Regions from separate parts of the Mus musculus genome. Here region 2 is linked to region 1. A link is a contact called in public Hi-C data. All regions are on one chromosome and are shown on one strand. The core of a region is the stretch at or near the end of the contact, and the rest is flanking DNA. Distances in the headings are between cores, read along the strand shown. Region 1 overlaps A230108P19Rik (RIKEN cDNA A230108P19 gene). Region 2 overlaps Usp6nl (USP6 N-terminal like).

What was found. Hi-C and Micro-C count contacts between places; a contact is called where the count stands out from the background.
Region 2: a contact with region 1 is called in a Hi-C map of the N1E-115 cell line, with 4 times the contacts expected there. The contact joins two enhancer-like sites. A contact is called at or near these places in 2 of 15 datasets of contacts at CTCF or cohesin (the G1E-ER4 cell line and the NIH/3T3 cell line), 9 of 484 Hi-C or Micro-C datasets (the G1E-ER4 cell line, the N1E-115 cell line, bone marrow-derived macrophages and 5 more) and 5 of 115 datasets of contacts at active chromatin or transcription factors (astrocytes, bone marrow-derived macrophages, large pre-B cells and 2 more).

The regions. Positions count from the first base shown.
Region 1 is chr2:6,264,662-6,271,391 of GRCm38.p6, forward strand. All of the region lies in intron 3 of A230108P19Rik (RIKEN cDNA A230108P19 gene), which reads left to right. Among named protein-coding and RNA genes, the nearest start is that of Gm13383, 5.0 kb to the left of the region's middle. Within about 2 kb of position 3,105, at least 164 of the 459 cell types and tissues checked have an H3K27ac peak or open chromatin away from gene starts, as enhancers often do. A contact at or near this core is called in the G1E-ER4 cell line and the N1E-115 cell line, where this site is marked.
Region 2 is chr2:6,399,295-6,406,024 of GRCm38.p6, forward strand. Usp6nl (USP6 N-terminal like) reads left to right here. Exons shown (of 15, transcript NM_001080548.1): 5 at 986-1,025. Among named protein-coding and RNA genes, the nearest start is that of Gm13388, 35 kb to the right of the region's middle. Within about 2 kb of position 4,282, at least 62 of the 459 cell types and tissues checked have an H3K27ac peak or open chromatin away from gene starts, as enhancers often do. A contact at or near this core is called in the G1E-ER4 cell line and the N1E-115 cell line, where this site is marked.

The sequences.
Region 1 (6,730 bases), core at 1,855-4,354:
GCTTCCTGATTGTTGACAAAATGTGACCAGACCCCTCATGCTCCTGCCATTGATGCCTTTCTACCAGGTTGGATTGCGTCCTCAGAACCATGGGGAAAAGAAACCTTTCCTTCTTGAGGTTGAAGCTTCTCGAGTATTTAGTCACATCAACAAATATCATGAAATCAATTGGAGAAAACGCTTCCAAAATGGAACCAAAGACTTTGGTCACATGGGCCATCAATCTGTTAACAGATGCTCATGTCCCTTCTAGCACAGAGGACAGAATTCAGGGTCTTGTGTGTGGAAACATTTGCTTGGCTACTGAGCTATGTATCCAACCCAAAAGAGGTGTCTGAGGAGTCTCCCTGGAGACCTGCTTTAGAGCAGATGCTGGCAAGCTGCAGTCCAGTGTTTCTGTTCCCTTCCTGGCTGGCTGTCATTTTCACCTCAGGATACGGTGTTGTAGCTGGAAAGTCAGGTCCACCGACATGACATGCAGAGTATCAGGAAGGAAGGAAGAAGGAAACCACTCAGAAGCCCTGATGTTCTTTACTGAAGCATGAAAAGAATGAAGGGTCTGCACTGAGATTGTAAAAGAGAACAGGACGAACTGGGCTCCTTCATGCCAGCTCCCTCTCCACAGCTGCCTGGAATGCTGTTCCCCCAGATACCAAGGCCAACTCCCTCACCTCTGTGGTGCAGCCTCCCTGACCTGGCTCTTTAGCATTGCAATCCCCACCCTTCTGCAGCACTCCCTGTGTTGCTACCTTAAGCTCGTCCCATCCCTCTTTTTTTCTTTTGCAAGTAGATTTGCCATCCAATGAATATGCTCTAAGTATATGTACTTACTTTGCATATGCTTTGTTTCCTACACCCCTGCCAAAGCACTAGGGTGTAAATTCTCGGAAGAGTTATGTCTTTATTCATCGGTGTATCCTAAGTGCCTGAAAGACACTCATTAGATGCATGTTCAGTGAATGTGTGACTTGCTCATACATGTTTGGTGGATTTACCATTACTCACTATTTTGGTTTGTATGTAAAATGTCCCTCACAGGCACAAGTGTTTGAGCACTTGTCCCTGCTTGTGGCACTGTTTTGAGAGGTTCTGGAATCTTGGGAACCTGGTGCTAGCTGTCAGATGTAGACCAGTAGGGATAAGCCTTCGAGGACCCTAACAGCTAACTCTACTTCCATTCTTGTTCTCTGCTTCCTGATGCTCTGCCACTGTGAACTCCACCGTGTTGGACTGAAATCCCCCTGAAACCATGAGCTAACACCCTTCCTCTCTTGAGTGGCTTCTCTTAGGTATTTGGTCACAGCTGTGAAGAAAGTACCCAGTGCGAATGCATCCAGAAGTATCGTTCCACGCAAAGGGAGTCTTTACCAGTTTAACCCAGGAAGTTCTTGTTTGTTTCCTGTGTTTTCTGGCTCTTAAGTAGTTGACCTCAGTTGCTAAGGGGTGGGGGTGGGGGTGTCTTTTGTCATTTCCCTCCCCCCAATCTCCAGCTAGTCCGCTGCTTCTGAGAACAGGGGTTTGGATGGGTGTGTTTCTGACTTCAGTGGCTGAAGACAGGGATGGTGGATGAAAGCGAGACTTTTGATGGGACCTGAATTGGTCAAGGCAGAGACGTGAAGGCCACAAAGAGGAGTGTTCTTCCTGGGATGCCCATAGTTAGAGACTCTAAGGAGGAAACAAAATATTGGGGTCAAGGCCAGCACCCAGGTCAGGGAGAACAAAGATGAGACAAGCTGGAGGCGCTGGATCCTGCAATCCAGGAAAGCCAGACAGAGGAGTCTTAGCTTGTTGTGGTAAGTCACAGCTGGGGATGCTGTGATGGAAGTTTTGTTGTGGCAGAGTCTCCTGTTCTAACCAAACCTCACTGCACAGTGGAGGCTGCTGGGTTGTGAACCTTGGTTGGCTAGTGAGGTCTGAACAGGTGTCAGTAAGGGAATACCTCAAAGAGATCTTGAAAGAATCAACAGACGTTTCTCCAACACTTCCATTAGGAAAAGCTCCAAACAGATTTATATGCGAGAGTGTGTTGTTATCTCTGTGTGTGACCTAGAAGAATCAGCAACAGAAACAAGAGAATTTTACTTGGGGTTGTTTTGCTTCTAAGAATCTCAGTGATTGATTGTAATAGATAACACACACAAACACACACAAATATGCATACATATACAAACACACACATACACACAAATACCTCACATACATACACACATATTTAAACACAAACACACATACATACACACAGGCATATAAACACACACAAGCACCATACATACGTATATACATTCAAATACACACACACAAACACCACACACATACACACACACATTTAAACACACATATACGTACCCACGCAAACACACAAACACACACAAGCACCACACACACTTCTGATTGTTACAGTGAGATTTGGGATTAAGTATTTGATCACATTTTCTTATGATAATTTCAGAGAGCCAAGACCGTAATCCCACATGACCCTCTGTAGAAGTCACCATTCATTAAATTAATGACGAAAGGAAGGTGCTGCCTGACTCAGAGCATCTGTGACTATAATCACCGCCAGCAAATTATTTTTTACATGCACATTAGTTGGATTGATATGAAAAGAAAATGTTTTATCTCTCTCCAAAGGAAATAGAAGCTTGAAATGTGGTTAATATTCGATGCCGAACATTCTCTGCAGATGTAGGGCTTGTCTAGGCTTCCTCCTGTTAACCTCTCAGCTGGAAAAACAAAAAGGCAGAAGATGCAGCATGAAGAAAAATCTCCCGGGGAAGCAGTACCCTGCTGATACCCAATCTTCTTGGATTCCCACCTTTCTTCCTGTCCCCAGACGCGTGCTTTGTTTTTGGTTTATTTGTTTTCCAGTCTGACCTGGCTTTACCTTCGATGTCTGTCACTTCTCAGGTCCAGGGTGATGGTAGAGTCTCACCGCCCTTGTCACTCACAGAGTCTCTCACAGGGGACTCGTTAAAACGCCAGTTCAGTAATCTGTTCTAAAACCACAGATGCCAACGGCACAGGGAAGTTAAGCTGTGTAGAAATGAACTGGCCTGTGTCTGCTGCATAGCAAACCCCACCTCCACACTGGACAGAGGCCAACACAGACCTGACGTTGAGTCACTGCTGTAGTGTGGATGATCATATGCCAGTGAGACTCTGTTCACTTAGGGAAGTGTGTCACTTTTCAAAGGCATTTACATACGCAGTAGTCCAGTGATTCCAGCGTCGGCTTGTGCACTCTTCATTCAGAGGCTGTGGGTATAGGGCTGAAATGTCATGCCTGTTTGGAACAGAGCTGGACCTCCCAGGTAACAGAGATGCGACCCAAGAGACAGGAGCCCATTTCAGAAGTGGAGACCAGGAGGGACAGCACTTTCATCCAGTTTCTCGGGGGAGAAGTCATACCTTCCCAGCATGTAGCTCCCCAGCCAGTCCCATCTGTAGCACATATCCGGCTAAGGAAGACAGATGTCATGTTCCTATCTTTTCCACTCTCCTCAGATTAGTTTTCATTGCACAAGAGAGACATGAATGTATCCTCATCGTGAAAGTAATTCTATGGGTGTAGAAAAATATTAATTCCTACTGTATTATTAAGAGATGGGCCTCTAAGGGATTCAGTCATGAGAGCATGAGAGCGGGTTCCTGGTGGGTTACTTTAGGGACCTCCTGAGAGGACATGAGGGCCTTTTATAAAAGGACTCATGTCTTTTTCCATCTCCCCAACGATGAGGACCTGGGCTTTGTCACCTTTGAAAGATACAGAGTTGAAAGTACTACCTTTGAAAGCCAAGACCATGGTTCTTACCAGACACCATAGTCCCTGGCATCATCATCTTGAACTCCCCAGCTTGAGAGAAACATGCTGTGAGAAATACAGTCCCACTGTTTATGAATTCTTACCCTGTGAGTTTTTGCAGATAGGAGTGAGACAATTCTGGCAGCCGCCAAGTTGCTACCATCCTCTCCAGGTAACTCCGTGGTTGTACGGCAGCAGCTCTGAATCTGTGTAGGTTTTGTCGGGTGTGTCTGCATGGTCACATTTATTCTCATCCAGCCACATGTCACACCAACAGCAACACTTTCCTGGGCATCCTGCAGCTCCCAATGAATGTGTCTTAGCAGCCTCCCCACAAACCATCCGTGTCGTCTTCCACACAAATCCTCATGTTGCTCCCCCTTACTAGACTGTTTTTGAGATTTGTCAGAACTTTATCATTATTCTTTTTAAAGATTTTAAAGATGTATTTATTTTCATTTTATGTCTATCAGTGTCTTGCCTGCATGGATGTCTGTGTACTACGTGCATGTCTGGTATCCACAGAGGCCACAGATGTTGCAGATTTGGTTTATTGCTTACGTTATGTTAACTGGGTCCCCTAAGTACACGGGAATTCACACATCTACGTGTAAGACGCCGCAGGGCCCTGCCCCTAGTTGGGTCTAATTGGTAAATAAAGTTGCCAGCAAATGGCTGGGCAGAGAGACAGAGGTGGGACTTAAGTCTCCCAAGCGAGAGAATCAAGAGAAGAGGAAGGCTTTAGAATCGTCATGTGCGGGAAGCAGAGAGCTCAAGCTTGAGCGGTGGAGAGGTAAGAGCACAGCCCCCCTCCCCAACCGCCCATTTGGGTCTCGGGTAGCAAAGATGGAATTTAGATTTTAGTAATAACTCAGGAGTATTGGAGGGGAGGAGTTAGCAATGTGAAAGTTTGGGAGTGGTCCAGCCATCGTGAAGTTTAAGGCATATTAGGAGAAGGCTGCTGTGTGTCTGTCTTTCATCCTAGCATCCTGAGCATTTTGGCGGGTGGTGAGCAATCTGAGCCGCCAGATTGGAGTAGTGTTAAATAATTAATACAACACACAGAGAAGGCTTCTGGTCCCCAGAAACTGGAGCTACTGAGGATCGTTAGTGACTGTGAGTGCTAGAAATCAAACCTGGGTCACCTTCAAAAGCAGTGAGTGTTCTTAATGGCTGAGCCATCTCTCCAGCCCTGGCTCCTCTCCACTCTTTTTATCACATAAGAGTAAAGAAAGTTTGAGGTATCTCAAAGGGGATCGCTTAGATTTAGTACCAACCGCCTTCCACTGTGAGCAAGACTCACTGGAACAGGCCCCCACGCGCCTCCCCTTGACCTACCTACTACTGCTTCCACCTAGGCCCTACCTCCAACCATCTCCTGCTAAAGGCTGTTGAGTTATGACTTCATCAGTGGCTCCATCCATTGACGAAATCACAGCCTTCAGTATTTGATCACTTTTATTAGCTGCTACCAAGCCTCTGTCATATCAGCCTCTTAGGGAAAGCTCTTTATAGCCACCACAGAGTTCTCGGTGTATGAATCACAATTTTATGTTTCTGATCAGATAACCTCCATGATCTTGCCACGTGTCTGACCTGTTCTGGAACTCTTTGTCTTTTCTCGGTTGTGTGGCATGTGCTTGTGTGTGTGTGTGCGCCCGGGTGTGAGTGTGGACCATGTGTGAGTGTGGGCATGTGACTTGTGAGTCTGTTGTCTAATTTCTGGTTGAAAGATAGACATGCTAGCTAGGCCTTTAATAACATGGTAGTGAGATATGTGGGCAGGGGAAATATTTTATAGCTGGTATGGGGTCATTCATTGTCTTTTAGGGAGACAGTGTTCCCAGATTGTGACCTCTACAAGTATTTTTCAATTTGGACACCCTAAGAAGTGGGGGAATATCAAGAGGGGATTGAAATGGGGGATTTGTAGTCCCTCGGGCTCTAGAGAAACCTGGGCAGCTTGCACAATGGTTAAATAGTCTCTCCTCGGGAAGCTGAGACAGAAGTATCACTCCGAGTTGAAGACTAGCCCGAACTTCACGAGGAGACCCTGTCTTCAAAAACAAAACAAAAGTTCTCCTCAGGGCAGGCCTTGTTAGGAAACAGAATGTACTGGTGTGTTTCTAAATGGTTCCTTTCCCTTCTTGCCAGAACCAGCACAGATATTTCTTCTAATATTCACTGGGAGGTCCCAGTGGCCAGGCTCCAGAGAGTAAAACTCACAAAAGCGTGAGACCCGGTGTGACTGGAGCCTCTGAAGATTTTTAACTCTTAAACTGGTTCATCTCTAGCCAAGCACTAACCAAGCTAAAGGTTCCTACGTTGACTTCTGGGTATCTGCAAGTGTCTTGCAATTCTCTGTGTCTTTCTGATTTGTGGTAGTGATCATCTCTGTGCTCTGTCTTCTCTTCCACATGGAAGAAGGTAGTCACTTGTGTGATTCTGTGTAATGACGGAATGTTCTTTGCTTTGAAGGCTCGATGACTCTGGGATAAGTTTAATGACTTGTAAATCCCTTATGAGGTGTAATTCTAAGCACAAGCCAGCATAGAGCAAGGACTCCAGAGCCCCTGTGTATACATTGCTTCCTGGGTGTTCGTATTCATCAGCAAAACTACCACTGGTCCTCCCAGGCCTCCAGCACCAATGTGGATCTAACGTGTGTGTTCATTCTCCTTGTGACCTGTGGCTCCCATGATGCTCTCCTCCACCAAGCATACATTTCTTCTTTTATTATGTGTGTGTGCCACATGGATACACATGCAGTTAGAAGACCTCTATTGTTCTCAGCCTTATTCCCTTGAGACAAAGTCCAGAAGCTTAGTGTTTTGACTAGACTGGCTGTCCAGTAAGCTCTTAGGGTGTGCTTGTCCCTACCCCTCAGTCCAGGGATACAGGCTTGTATAGCCACATCTGGCTTTTAAA
Region 2 (6,730 bases), core at 3,032-5,531, 140 kb after region 1:
AGGGATGCACACAGTCAGTCAAATATATGAGTCCATGTGTACACATGTTCACATGTGTGTATGCATGCATGTAGAAGCCAGAGGTAACCTTGGATGTTTCTCAGAAGCCATCATTTTTTTCCTTCTACAAGTGTAGGTTTCTCATTGGACCTTGTAATCCAGCCAGTTAGACTAGGCTGGCCGGCTGGCCGGCAGGCCAGTGAGCCCCAGAGATCTGCCTGTGCCTTCCCGGTGAATCTCCCATACCTTTGTGTGTGTTGGTTGCTAAGGATTGAACTCTGGTCCTCTTTCTTGTGTAGCAAGCACTTTACAAGCTGAGCCATCTCTTCTGGACTTCCAAACTCTGATTTTACATTTTTATTTCAAGACAGGGTCTCACTAAGTTGCCCATATAGGCTTTGAGCTCACTGACAACCCAGGCAGTTGTTGATTAGCTGGGGTTTTGGTCCTGGCCCTCCAGGCCTAGCTTCGGTTCTTTTCTTTATGTTAATGTTAGTGTCTAGTTTGCCACTTAGTTTGGTAGAAGTTGTGTGGAGCTCCCTTTACCTAATGTGTGAGGACTGGCATCCCAGTACAGTCGAGGTGGAGTAGCTATGAGAAAGGCTGTGATTCACGAAGCCTAAAACATTTACTGTTTGCTGTGACTGAACCCTGGTCTAGGATTGTTCAAAACAGAACTGGCTGCCATAATAGAAATGTTGAGTATGGCAGCCTCTTGATACATGACTTTTGTGTGGTCCGATTGTTGTAGTGAGACAGACTTTGAATTGTTCCCTGTAGGCTGGTGACCGCTGTGTTTAAGTGAGGCATGTTGCGACAATAGACCAGGTGGATTTTCTGTTGAATCTGGTGGAGTAGAAACGGGAAGCACACATCTCTCTAGAGTCAGGAATGACATAGGAAGAAATCCTGTCTCGGAAAAACAAAACAAAACAAAACAAAGCTCTGATCTCAACCATTCCGTGTTTGTTGTTGTTCTCTGCAGTGAGGAGGAGCTCCCATACCATAATGCAGCTGCGGACCGGGTAAGTGTGGTTCTTTGTTTATTTGTAGTTATTGATTGATGAATTGCCTCAAGAGGAATAGAATCTGCCTTTGTCATTTTTGAGTGCTGTATTGTATGTGGCTGGCATCGTCAGAATTTGACCATAATGATACCACTCTTAAGAAAGTAACCAGAATAAGCATGAAATGGGTTTAGGAGGATTTATGAAATTCTCATTTTTCTTTAAAAGTAAGAAGAAAGATAGTATTCTAAAATGTTCAGCGCCAGCTTCAAATTCTACCTGTATGAAATAGCCTCTCTGTGGCAGGAACTTTCATCTGCCCATCCGTCCGTCTGTCTGTCCATCCATCCACATCGAGTAGGCATGCGTACCATCAATGGTTTCTGTTTGGCTAGTTTCCCTCAGCGTTTGCTAGTTCTTTGAGCTGTCCACACAGTGTATTTTGGTCACTCCTTCCTCTCGCCCCTCCCTCCTTCCCTACCCACTCAGCTTTGGGTTCTTTTTGTTTTTAAACCCATCAAATTTTGGCTGCCTGCATACTCTTGGATGTGTGGCCTTATTGGAGAATGGTCAGCCCTTAAAGAAAATGGTCTCTCCCCTCCCAACAGCTATCAGCTGCCAATAGCTTCCTAGCTAGCAACTGGGTGTGGCTTCTTGCCCACCTCCCTCTCCATGATGGGATTTTGTCTGGCTTAACCTGTGTAGATCTCATCATGCATGCTGTCACAACTGCTGAGAGAGTTAGAAAATCATTTCCTTATAATACCCACCATCTCTGGCTCTTATACTCTTCCATCATCGTATCTGAGCCTTGGAGGAGGGGATGCGGGATAGATGTTCCATTTAGGGCATAATTCCTATTCTCTACACCTCGAACAGTTGTGAGTCTCTGTTTATCACCTTCCACTGTAAAAAAGAAGCTTCCGAGGGAGGCCCGGCAGCTACAGTAATCTCTGGGTACAGCAGTGAGTCATTGCAAGTACAGCGTCCCAAGCATCCTACGAGCCCTCTGGATACTAAAGCAGCACTGTAGACCCGTAGCTCTGAGAAAGCAACTGTCCCTGAGATTCTGTCCAGCTTCCCCCAAGCCATGACTGAAGCATTTCCTGTGGTCAGTTAACTACGTTAGCGTTCTAAGGACTAGGACAAGTGGCACAGTAAACCTGTCCGCTTTTCTTGAAACATTTCTTCACTCTACTTAGTGAGGAGCTGGTTCTCCGCCTGGGTGTGCGTGAGAAGTAGGGACGGGAAGTTTCAGCTGCTTAGAATTTCCTTACTCTTCCCCCTTCTCTCCTAAAATGAATCGGAGAATGGAAAGTGAAGGTATTTTGTTTCTGTGTATTCTGAGGATGGGAGCTGAGCTTCAGACAATGCAGATGAAATTAAAAATTAATTAAAAAATCAAAATTTTCTGAAAAATCAAAACTGTAGCAAAACCTTAAGATGTGAACAGAATTTTTATTTTCCATCTATGAAGACCACCTGTGAACACCTTTTTCAGGCAGCTGCTAGGCTGCTGGGTTCTCTGGTAATAGCCGTAGCCAAGAGGCTTTGACAGGACTTTTAACAGCAATATAACAGAGTAACAAGCCTCTGCCTGCCACTTCTTGTATCCTGACCCACTGATACCACCACAGGACCCCTTCCTCAGCTTCATCTTTTCTTTCACCTCAAATTTTATTGTAGCCATTATAGATGGTCTCTAACCCCTCTTACAGTAGTCTTCCTCCCTCCTTCCCTCCCTCCCTCCCTTCCTCCTCCCTCCCTCCCTCCCTCCTTCCTTCTCTCCTTCCATCCTTCCTTCCCTCCTTCCCTCTCTCCCTTCCACTCTCCCTCCCTCTCTCCTGCCCTCTGTGTCACCAAAAAACAAACAAACAAACAAAAAAACCAACCATACTTTAAGATTCTGAATGTTGATCTTTTCCTTGGCCTAATACTGGTCCTCAGATTGGCTCCTTCCTCCAGACTCCAGTCCATAGTCTTCTCAGCTCTCTCTTGAGTCTGAAACTTTCCGACCCCGTCTCATCTCTTAGCCAGTGCTGTGAGCTCTGCCTCCAGGTGTCTTCTCCACTTGTGCTCCCCTGTCCCTCGCTCTCCTCTGGAGCCTCCTGTCTTCCTGCCTTAGTCTTTATCCCCTTTCTCTTAGCCTTACTATTCAGTGAACGATTAAAATGATCCTGTTAAAATGGGTTAAGAACCTGACACTTTCTGATCAGAACCTGTTCCATCTGCAGTAAACTCAAGGGTTAAGAATGGTCCTCAGAGCGCAGGGGTGGCTTACTCTCTACCCTTGTATGACCTCCACTCTTTGAGCTCTGGTGTCTCCTGAGTGTGAGCGGGAAGCAGAGCCCCTCTGCAAGGCTGTCCCACTGGCTTCTTCTCTCGTGGGGTTTGGCTGTCCTCAAAGCAGCTTCAAGGCTCAGCCCTTTTACATTCTCCAAGAAGTTATCCAAGTGTCACTTATAGAATGTGGCTGTCCTTGGTCATCTAACCTAATTTTGGAAACTTCTACCCCTTGTGTTCATTTTCTTCCCCTCCCTCTCCCCTCCCCCTCCTCTCATGTTGTCTGTTTTGTTTTCCCTTTCTCTAGAGTCTGCACATTCATGTGTTACTTATGTTGAGGATCGCTCCCTCCCTCTGTTTCTCACACTAGGCTGTTGTTATCCTTCATTATAGCATTAAGCATGTTGACTTAGAAGCTAACACAGAGTCTGCAATTGTTGCAGTGTCCTACATTTGAAAGGTTAGGGAGAAGAGAATTGAAATTGTTTGTTTTTAAACAAAGCTTAATTGATTTGGCAAAATAAAAATGTATTAATCTAGTGTTGACTTCTCTCTCCTTCACTATTTGTAATTTTTTTGGTTGAGAAATCCTTAGAGTCTTCCAGCTAGTAAATAGATTATTAGTCAAGAAATATGCCAATAAAAAAGAAATGCAAGACAGATTAGCAAAAGGTACATACTTGAAAACTAAGCTTGCTTAATTTTTTAAAATAAGACTCAGCTGTATAATAAAATTCTTATCCAGTGCAAGTATGCGTTTAATTAATTAATTTCTTGTTTAAAGGCTTAATATAATTGAGAACCACTAAAAAGTAATCTATGTATACCTTAATAATTTATTTAAAATGCCTTTAATCTAAGCACTTGAGTGTCCTACCGTGCCCTGTTTCTCTGGGGTGCCCAGAGCACAGCCTGCAGGCCTTCCGGAGAAGGCAGGGCAAAATCCAAAGCAGGGAGTCTGCAGCGGTTTCCAGGTCCCCCTCTGCTTACCCTAGCACTGTCCGCGCAGCGCCTAGCAAAGCAGGGAGTCTGCAGCGGTTTCCAGGCCCCTCTCTGCTTACCCTAGCACTGTCCGCGTACCGCCTAGCACCGAGGGAGGGAACTGGGATCCACAGGTCTGCCCTTTTCTCTGGGCACCTGCCAGACAGAGAGGGGAAAAGTGGAGCCTGGGATGGATGGAGCCTGGTTTGATTCCAGAGTTTGGAGGGGCTGCAGGAGAGAAGGCCTTCCTCTGGAGTTCTAGGTGGGGCTCTTTAAGATGAAGGCCTTCCTTGCAGCGATCCACTTATTCATACTGGTTTATTTGATGGTGGGTGTGAATGTACACACTTTATTCTGGGTGAACCGGGGATTAAATACCCTTTTTGGGAAGGAATTCCCCGGAAGAGAAGTTCATTACGGGGCGGGGTGGGATGGGGTGGGGGAAGCTATCTAGATACTTCATTAGCATAGAGAACTCCAGGTGTTTATGTAGTGATCTAGTGCCTGTGTCCTCAGTGGCGGGTCAGGGCTGCCTGTTTCAGAACAGGTCCCAGGGGCTGGGCTCATTAAATCTTAGCATTCATTTGCCTGTCTGCTATCAGCATCTCACAGGCCTTGAGAGGCACAAATAGTAGAGCTTGAGGTCATCTGGTCTCCATAGAGAGTTGTAGGCTAGCAGGCCTGAAACCCTCTTCATCTTACACTAGTAAAGTGAGGACTGTTTGTATAGTTACTTGTCAGCCCTTTCCTGGGGGACAGAGGGCTCCAGTGCTTTGTTCTTTCACACACTGCACGTGCTTATTAGATGACTGTCTCGAATATTTGTTCCTGCATTTGTGATGCTTGCATAAATGTGTGTGTGTGTGTGTTCACAGCATACATGTGAGAGTTGGTTCTCTCCTTCCACCAGATGGGCACTGGGGATTGAACTCAGGTTGTTAGGTTTGGTGACCTGTGGCTCTGACTCTGCCTGTTATTTTACCAGGTCTGTGGTCTGATACCCCCCCCCCCCACAAACACACACATAAACTTAGACTCAGGCAAAGTAGTCTAAGGTTAGAAACTAGCATTCTCTAGTGTCCGCCTATACCGAGTGGCCGAGCTCTGCCGTTGCTAGACACATGATAAAGATCTATCTGTACATTGTCATTGAGTTAGGTCAGGACGAGTTGTTGCCCTGCTGAAGTTTCCACTCTGCAGTGTGCAGCTGAAGCTGTGCTCTTTGGTGCTTAGGAAGTCTAGTGTGCTGATATCTGTCTTGGCAGGTGATGGTGGCTCTGCCCATCTGTTTTGGTCTATAGTAGGGCGTTTCCCGTTTAAAATAGGGACAGTGATCCTCCCTCCCAAAAGGATTGATGTGATGCTTGCAAAGTAATTTGGGTTCCCCCAAATAGGCACTTAAACAAATAAACAAACACACTCATTATATTTATCCAGTAGAGAACAATATTAATAATGGATTATATTATTTCCTTGAGCTTATTGATGTTTTTAATAAGGAGGAAAGGGTATATAAAACTATGAATTTTCATAGCTAAAGCTATGAAATGCAGTGCAGTATTTTGCATAATATATAAAATATGAAAGCCTTCCATTTTTAAATTTTTTATTTTGTTTGTGTGTGCATATACATGCATATGTGCACATGTGCCACTGTGGTGGGCATGTGGAGGTCAGAGGACAGCTTACAGTGAGCGGTTTGTTCTCTTCTTCCTTCACTGTGTGAGTCCTGAAGGTCAGACTCCAGTCAGGCGTGGTGGATGGCCAGTGTTTTACCCTCCGCCATCTGGCCAGTCCTCCTTTATTTCTTCTGAAGAACGCCTTCGTTTTACCCTGCATCCAGGCTTACTGCTAAGTGACCGCACATTGCAGTGGCCAGGTCTCCTGTTCTTCTTATCCTCTCCTGACCTCTGCTGGTGAGATCCAGGCATGGGTGACTCCCAGCAGCATTTACTCACACGTCCTTACTGTAGGACATGGGAGGACCAAAATGTGTACTACTGTCATGCTTTGCACACTATGGAGCACCTCAGATGTTGGAGTTTCTCCTCAGTGGACAGTTGTCACAGACCTGCTACTTAGTAGCAGATTGAGTGCCCAGCTGAATTTCTTGATTAATTATTTATTTACATCCCAAATGCTGCCCCATCCCCTTCCCCCCTTCCCCTTTACTTCTGAGAGGGTGGCCCCTGGTTTATTTCCCCACCCTGGGGCATCAAGTCTCTGGGTTAGGCACATCCTTCCCCACTGACACAGGACAAGGCAGTCCTCTGCTACATGTGTAGTACTAGGGGCCTCAGTCCAGCCTGGGTATGGTTGGTGGCTTAGTCTCGTAGAGCTCCCTTAGATCCGGGTTAGTTGACTCTGTTGGGGTTCCTATCCCTTTCAGGGTCTTCAATCCTCCGTTTTCCCAAGGGTCCCTGACCTCTGTCCTATGTGTGGCTGTGGGTCTCTGCATC